2 separate regions of the Capsicum annuum genome follow, and region 2 is linked to region 1. A link is a contact called in public Hi-C data. All regions are on one chromosome and are shown on one strand. The core of a region is the stretch at or near the end of the contact, and the rest is flanking DNA. Distances in the headings are between cores, read along the strand shown. Region 1 holds the start of LOC107860315. Region 2 has its middle 22 kb from the start of LOC107860316.

Region 1 (4,517 bases), core at 1,067-3,566:
TCATTTAGACAATTAGTCTTAACAGTTTGGTGAAGCTTTCCAGTTTCTCGATGGAATGCATATGAGTTTCCTTGTGAATGAGTTCGCAGGTTCCTTTAAGTCGAGTGTAGCAAAGGGATTCTCCAAAGAGAAGCTCTCTTGTAATAATTAATTCTTTTCAACAAGTAAAACTTGACCTTCTACCCCAGGCTACAAGTTCAAGAGGACCTTTCCCCTTTTCAAAAGGGGAAATACTTTGGCGATGTGGAGTCACAGTTAACTATCTGGAAAAACTCTGGAGTCGTAAGGAGTTCAAGAGAGGCCTTAACTACTCCATATTCATCTCTACCTTCAAGCTTTCCAACATATAGAATCTGAAGCATGACAAGGGACACTTTTAAGGTAACAAAAAGTTATTACCTGATTAAACATCCATTTGAAGCCCACTGCAGCCGAGCAATGATTTTTGGAAGCACTCGTAAAGAAGTCCAAATTGTAAACTGTGTCCAATGTCCTCAGGATTGAAGAAGCATTTTCTCTCCTATCTTTGACAGAGAATATTTCACCATTGGAGCTTACATTCATATGACTATTCAATAGTGTCTCAAACCATCCACTCCCAGACCTCTGCATTGAGAGAATGGCAAAGAGCCGTACAGGATTACAGCCACATTCGTTCCTAAATCAAATAAAATGGAGGTGAATTGAGTCCAGGCAAATTCGTGTAAGACGAAAGCTTAAGAATCAAACCGAAATTTCTCAACTACATACCGGCTAAAGGTTTTTGGCTTCGGATAATGCACGTATGGAATTTGGGATCGATCCATGTCATAGTTATGACAAGGCCTTTCTATGACTTCAATGTTCAAGTATTTGCTCGTTTTCTCCATGTTAGTTTGTTTAAGACAAATTGAACAGATATAAATACCAAAGATCAGCGTAAAAGCTACAACCACCATCCTTAACAATGCTGGAGACTTCTTGGGAGGTTTTATGATGATACTATCCTGTCATTCAAATACAAGCCAATATTCAATATGAAACTGGAAAGAAAAAGACAAAGGCGAAGTTACTTATCACTTTAACCTTATACCACAGATTAAGCAAGATACAAGTTACCTTTGGGTTTATAAGCTCAATTAAAAAGCTACAACATAAGGAACAATAAAACCATAACCAAATTGTAAAGAAAGGTGATTTATTTATTGAAAGAAGAGATAAACAATCCCAATTAGTGACTGCAAAGGGAAAAACAGAACAAGTATTTCAAGGGAAAGCAATACCACCGGCACAAATTAGGTTACAAGATAAGTTATACTCAGCTAGTTGTCTCTGAAAGTATATGAATAAGTAAAATTTATATCTACTTGAACTTAGAAAACTCAAAATTTCTACAACCAAGGGTGTGACCCAGTCGTCCAATGAAGTGGGTTGCACACCATGAGGTCTAGGTTCAATTTCCAAATGAGACAAACACCAGATGATTTCTTCTCATCTGTTCTACAATGGTATACAGAGTTAGCTGGTACCTGTTGCCGGGGGGAGGAGACAGGTATCCAATCTGGCCCGGACACCACAGTTAAGTTATCAAAAAGGGAAAAAAAGAGTATTCAAAATTTCTGCTGAAGTTGAAAACGTTTTAATCAGAAATCCGAAGAACAAATACAAGAGGATGCACAAGTTTTTCCACTGTTTCCACACGAAGTACTGCACAAATAATAGTGAAATTATTTTTGTCAACAAGAATATACTCCAAGATAACTTTAAGTTTGAATCCACCAAAACATTCACTGTGGCACCAACAAAGAACCCAACAACAAGAGGGGGGAGCTGTGTTTCCAGCTCAAACAAGAATGTAAATTACCCAATTCCAAAGAACAAATTTTCAGCTGGATCTCAGCTTAACATACTCAAAAAGAGCTACAGAAAAGGAAAAGGGAACACAAATGTTTAGAATGAAAAACTAGAATGGAAAAGTTAAAAGCACAAACCTTTGCAAAGAAACAAATTTCCTCAACCATCTTATCTCCTACTTGTAAGTAAATAAACAAAGAAAAATGAAAAGGGTGTATAGAAAACTCAAAATCTTGAACTACTGTTGGCCCCTTTTTCTCACAGTATATATATACTCAGCAGTTCAAATGCCTGTGCTTTATGTATGTATCAGCTGTGTATGTAATGGAAGCAGAGGGTTTGAGGAAGAGGGCTTTAAAGGGTCAACAGCTGGAAGTGCACTCGCATCAAGAAAGAAACACCTCTCAAGTTTTGCTGCTGATGGTCTCTTTCAATTTAGATTTTCTAGGACAGAATTATGTGGAAACATGTCTATAGTCTCCTCCTTCAAATTTACTGTTTACTTATTCCGTCCTTTTCTTTTCTTTTTTTCCAAGTAGCCTGCGCTCGATAATTACGAGACTAATCCTTCATTCTTCAGTCAGCACATTTTACAGTAGAAAACTTGACATAGAGTTTACTCTATTCGCTAGTCTAGTCGCTAGAGATGAGGATCAAACCCTCGATCTCTTGCTTAAAAGACATAGCGCTGAACCACTATACCAATTTTAATGGTTATTCCGTTCTTTTCGTTTTAATTCATCATCTTGTTAAAAGTTTGTTTTCAATTAATTATTCTATTTAAAAAATAAAAAAAATATTGATATTCTTTTATTAAAATAACTATATAATGTGTATATAATTAAATTTATATTTTTAAAATATAATTAATAAGACTAATTTAATTAAATAAACTCCTAATAAATATTTTCTTAATAATAGTATAGAGTCGATTATTTTGAAATAAAGGAAATATTTCCTAATTGAATTTCCACTAACTTGTCATTTTTGACATATGAAAAAAGATAAAAAAATAAATAAATAAAATCCATTTTACCTTAAGTTTTTCTTGAATTTCCTACCTTACTTGGATTCTACCATAATTGTATTTTACTTCAAAAAAAATTTAGTGAAAAATATTTCCTAGTAGAAAAAGATCTCTTTCCTATTAGATTTCTATTAGGTTTATTCGTTCGTAGAAGAAGGATTTTGTAACCGAAGATTTCTCTTATCAAGTCATAACACAACTCTATCACAATGTAGTCTTTAAAAGTTTTGTTTAGAGAAAATTTTTCTCAATTAATTTTTATGTTTTTTATTTAGATTTTTAATATGTAGGCCTATTAGCCTAATCATACCAATAATATTATGTTTTAGTATATTTTTCTTGCCATTTTATTTATCGTCTCAATAGTCTGCAGCTATTAGCTTCTGCATGATGCACTCTCGATTTCGAACCTAACATATTCCTCAAACTAATTTAAGACACAATAACAATCATCAATTAATAGGAGTATTATCATAAAATGATCAGAACTAATAATTATTTTCTCAATGAATGTATTAAGTGAAATATGATAAGTAAAAATTAAAGTTTAGAATGTTAGCCAGTACACAATGACTCACAAAAGCAAAATAGAGAAAATGAATTTATAATTATTTAATTAAGGTGTAGCTAAGCTTAATTGTCGCACAAAAATAGAAGTTGGGAAAGTTTTTAACCATAAAAGGAAAAGGTAGTCACAAATTTTATATATAAATTGCAAGTAATTTCAAACCTATAAGAGAAAGATTCTTCAATTTATGTTTTTCTTTCCAAATTTACTAGGACAAGAAACTTTCTAAATCAAAAGAAATTATGAATTTTTTAAAATATATATAAAAAAAAAAGGTTTTTCTATCTACAAAGGCAATATATTATTCTTTTCCAAGTTTATTCGGACAATAAAATATTCCTAAACTAATAAAAATTAGGAATTTTCAAAATATAGAAAGGAAAAAATCAAAACACAACTAACATTAAATTATTGGTGGGGTGCTTCTTAGGTGCACTACCACTAATATAATGACCCCAAGAATGTGTATTTGAGTACTACTTGATTACTTGTCGTCATTCCTTTAAATTTTTAACGAGAGATTATCTCACTGAGTTTAATGAGCAAATATATATGCCTATTATCTATCAATTAGATATTTAAGGGGGAGTATTATAAATGTATCATATATATAATGAATATCTACTTTATCATATATAGTGAATACCTACTTTAACATATATTTTGTATGTCTATTTATGAAAAAGTTACAAACTCAAGATTAGTTTTCTCCTATAAATAAAGGTTCCTCTCATTGTAAATGATCCTTCAAGAGAAATGAGAATTATTCTCTCTATTCTCTCTACTCTTCTTCTTTATCCTTTAGGGGTCGTTTGGTTGAGTGTATTGGATTGTTAATGCATGCATTAGTTTAATGTATATTAGTAGTACCTTGTTTGGTATATTTTTTTACCCTATGTATAACTAATGCAGGTATTAGTTATACACTCTATTGTGTATTGGGGTATGTATTACTAATACCTCAAAAACCATGGCATTGGCAATGCAATGGATCTAATGCACGAATTAACATGCTTAAAGACCCTATTACCCCTCAAAAAAATTTTTGCATCCTTTCCAACATATATATTGAGGGTATTATGTGAATTT
Region 2 (4,517 bases), core at 1,450-3,949, 52 kb before region 1:
TTGGGGTCGTTACGAAATTTAGATCTGTTTTCAACAAAGTTAGGTTCCTCGTAGTCAAAAACTTCGGGAACGAACTCAACTACCACATTTGTATCTAACTGAGTTAATCCTAAGCTAAAAGAAGGAGAATCCTCCATTAATAAAGTACAAATATGTTTATTTCTACTTCAAATGGACGATTTTGAAACAAAAAAGGAACAATAATGATATAACAACCAAATTTTGTTAAATTAAAACCCCCCCAAAAAACTTAATAAGAACATGCAACAATTTGTTCTTTCGAAAAATCACAAAATTGAATTAAGGAGAACGCTCCATTAACAAAGCACTAAGTTGTTAATCTCGTACTTCAAATGGACGATTTCAAAAATTTTGTTAAAGAAGAAACCCCAAAAAACACTTAATAAGAACATGCAACAATTACTTCATTCAAAAATCCTCAAAAATCGATTCAGTAAATGATGAAAAAAAATACCAACCTCAACACTTAAAAATCAGAATAATCAATGGAGATTAAGATAAAATTTAATGTTGTAAGTTGGAGCCAAGTACAGTTGTATTCAAAATGGTAACCGATGCTTGATTTTAGGAGAGTTTTAAGGGTGAAAATGGTGAAAGAATACATCTTACTTATGTGTATTTACTTTTTGAGAGAGAAACACCAAAAATGAGATTTTTGTAATAAGTTTGAGAAGTTTGGATTTTTTGTAATTAATGAAAGATAAGTTGTTTTATTTTGTAATTTGTATAAATAACATAAATACCAACCCTTTTGAAAGTAATTACACTCTCTCACTACTTTTTAAATTACTTTATTCTCTCTCCCTATTAATATACATAACATAGCCGAATTTTTGTAATATGTTTAGGAAGTTGAGATTTTTTGTAATATTAAAAACATAAATTGTGTATTTGTGTAATTTACGTGTGGCTAGTCAAAATATATAGAACATATATACTGATTGTGTATGTTTATATAAATAATGTGTATATTATATGTACATTTATACTCAAATATGCAAAATTTTCCATTTTGCTGGCTATTTTTTAATTATATAAATTTACCAAGATCACGGAAAGATATTGCACTGTAATTATATCAATATATTAGGTACTTCCTCCTGTTCAATTTATACTTATTATGAAATGTTTCATGTTACCTATATAATTTGTATTGTTTTGTAAATATAAATATTAGTTTAACCTCAATATCACATTCATTCATATGTATCATATAAAATGAAACCCGAAGGAGTATAATTTATTATTACACTACACTATGAATTGAGGTATATTCTCTTGAGTTTATGGTTGGCTGAATTTTAAGAGTTTAGACTGCCAGTCTAGCTTTCCACTACACATTTAGAAGCTCACACTACTGCTGCTAAAATTGGTTGATTATGTCCATTCGTTGTGCTGCATGTTTAGTCCAAAGTTTTGCCCCTCTTATGTATTACCCTCTTCTCTTTTGACTTTAATAGAAGTGACAAAAATATAAATAAGAATATTTTAACAATATACACGTGTATATTTGGAAGCCATCACCGTTTGAAGGACGATCAATCTTCATACATATCAAGTTGAGTACAATACTATACTTCAAATCACATGGAATTTGAGGCGAAACTTAGATTTTAACCATAAGCACAAGGTTCTAGATTAAAGTTATTGAGTTTTGTCAAAACACCTGAGCAAAACCACAGTTCTATTATCCCTGATGTGATCACATCGAACAACAGCAATCCTCAAATCCTAATAACTTATGCTTGTTCAGGAATACAACACACACACACCAAAAAAATACTGAACAAAACAGGAAGAACAAGTTAGCTAGCTAGTTCTGAGGCTTATGTCCCACACCTGGACTATGACCTTCTTCAGTACTAATAGTAGGCAGCCTCTTTCTGTGCTGTCTGGTCATACTTCTTTTTTCAATGGGCTTTACAGCTAAACATCCCTTAATCCCTTGTTTACCATAACCTGAAAAAATAGTTGTGCCAAAAATCATTAGAATTAGGAAGAGATAAACAAGCAAATAGTATAATTTAGCTCTGTTGGCCATGGTTTCAGTACACTACTTTAATTTTGACTAATTTTCCTTTGACTAGAAAATCACTTCCCTCTTTAAGCTTTGTCAAAATCAAGAATCTCCACTAATAGTGTGCTGTCATTTTCAACCTCCCAATTAGTTGATGGGTCCAAGCTAGATCTCTTAATTAATTAACACTATTAGCCCTAATCAAAAAAGTATTAGTAATATTAAATTATATTAGGACAAACAGAAATCTAAGCCGTACTCTCTAATGCGCATGCTTCAACTTGCTGATTTTGTTAATCAACCCACGAACCTCTGTCTCCATGTGACATGGCCCATGGGTCCAATGTTTTTTTTTTTTTTTATATATAAAGAAAAGAAATACGAAACTTAGGATTGTTTGATATGGGAATAAGATAGATAAATTTATTTCAATATTTATATGACGTAACTAATTATATAATTTTAATTGGATAAATAATTTTGAGATTATTTAATATCTCTAGCTAATTAATTGAACATATGATAAAAATAATTTTGTATTTTAATTTGAGATTATTATTCATTATCTACGTATAAAACGACCCCCAGAGAATCTAGGCCTGGACAACCTACTAGCCTAGGCAATTAATTTACTAAGCGTATCTTTATCATTAAAAATAACGTAATTCACGTATCAATGTGGGGTTTAAGACTGCTTATGCCTTAAACATAAACTAACTTAACTACCACTATCCCTAAATTATTTTTATATATAGTGGGGTCAGATGTCAGAACTCCAAATTAAACTCGAAGTTCAACTTCATGTGTACTTTTTCTTTCTTAGAAACACTACTACTGTTCTAGTATTGTACCTAATTTTGTCTTTTCATATATAATACTCCTAGTAACTTTTAAGATTCATTTGACGTACGGTTGGTAAATGTCAATTCAATTTATTCCTTAAAATTTTAAAAAGGAGGACGATACAGTACTAATAATATATGACGTTGTCTCGGTGTCCTTTTCTCTAAGATTTAGGATCGTTTAGATGAAAATAAGTTATTTCAAAATTAGCTAGCTTTGGATTAGTTATTTCACACTCAATAAGAGATAAAAGTAACATTACAATTCTAGGATGAGGTATTTCATGAATTTTATCTCAACTAAACATGAAATAAGTTCAACTTAAAATTAATTATCCATTATCCCTCCTACTAAACAACTCTATGTCAAGGTTTTCTTTAATCATTTGACCCAAAGAAATAACATATTTAAAAAAATCTTTGAATAAACAATTAAATATATATCTTAATTCTTGGCGACTCTGTCAAGCTTTGTTAGCAAGTTATTGGTCTCTTATGAACACATGGGTGTGTAACTTGTCAGTTTAATTAACCAAGCACCCCATTTAATCATCCACCCCTCCAATCCCCTAACCCCCACCCCCGCCCCCACCCACACACACAAACCCCCCAAAGACATTAAGAACGTCTAGGTACATTCAATGTTGAGTACAGCTACATTTTTTTTCTTTACAAGACCAGGTACATATGCAGAAAGGCATGAGAACGTGAAGTCCGCTACCTATCTAGCAAACTTTTTATTTTAATTGCACTGATTTCGTATTAAGGCATGCAGGTCAAGTCCTGAGTACACAAATTAGATGATCACCTTTTACTTTAAAGAATCCACCGCCCGCTTTAATTCATAAAAACGAATCAAGTTTGCACGTGAGCGATCATACTAAAAATGTTAAATTTGAGGAATGTATTGAGTAATATTAGCAGTTAGCACACAAGAAAGTATAACGGCATTTTCAAACTTGTGGATTAAATGATCATAGTTCATACAATTCGATATTCAATGATAATTCTGGTGGAAATTAGAGCAGATCCGTAGGTAGATCCTTAACTCAAATAGTATCCACTTATAAAATTCAGACAATAGGAATGTAACGTCATATTAATATAATCAAGGGATTTGGCACCAGCTAACTAAAGTTATTGTAAAGTATAATGCACCGTCCATGCAGTATCCTGCTTACTTTCTTCAGCCATATTTAAAACGATAGACTCCCTCCACCGTTCAAATTTATTTGTGTTAAGTTACTATTTGGATTAAAAAAAGTTTTGTTTGATCATTAATTAGTTCAAACTTTTTCTCTCTCTGAGAGTTTACTGTAAAACTCACCTTTCATAGCTATATTTTACGTAATTATCATTATAGCCGTTGTATTCAGTTTACGATCGCTGTATTCGATTTTATCAATAGTCTGTATTCAGGGCAAGTTTACCAAAAGGACACTATGGAAAACTATTTTGCCAAAGTTCAAACTTGTTGAATAATTTGCCAAAAAGACACTTAAATCTACATCATTATCAACTTTTCCAACTTAACAACTTCACCCACAAATTTTGTAATAATTCACTTTAACTCAATACTTCCAACTTAATAAATTCATCCACAAGTTTTAAATAATACACTTCAACCCACTCCATCA

The links. A called contact is a pair of places that touch in the nucleus more often than the background predicts.
Region 2: a Hi-C map of bud shows a contact between it and region 1, with 3 times the contacts expected there. The contact joins the enhancer-like site here to the promoter of LOC107860315 in region 1. A contact is called at or near these places in 3 of 5 Hi-C or Micro-C datasets (bud, leaf and placenta).

Annotation. Positions count from the first base shown.
Region 1 is chr2:146,416,561-146,421,077 of UCD10Xv1.1, reverse strand. It overlaps LOC107860315, which reads right to left and starts at 2,316. Exons shown (of 6, transcript XM_016705630.2): 1 at 1,971-2,316; 2 at 751-986; 3 at 400-658. The coding sequence starts at 2,000.
Region 2 is chr2:146,468,728-146,473,244 of UCD10Xv1.1, reverse strand. No RefSeq gene overlaps it. Among protein-coding and RNA genes, the nearest start is that of LOC107860316, 22 kb to the left of the region's middle. Within about 2 kb of position 2,699, at least 1 of the 5 cell types and tissues checked has an H3K27ac peak or open chromatin away from gene starts, as enhancers often do.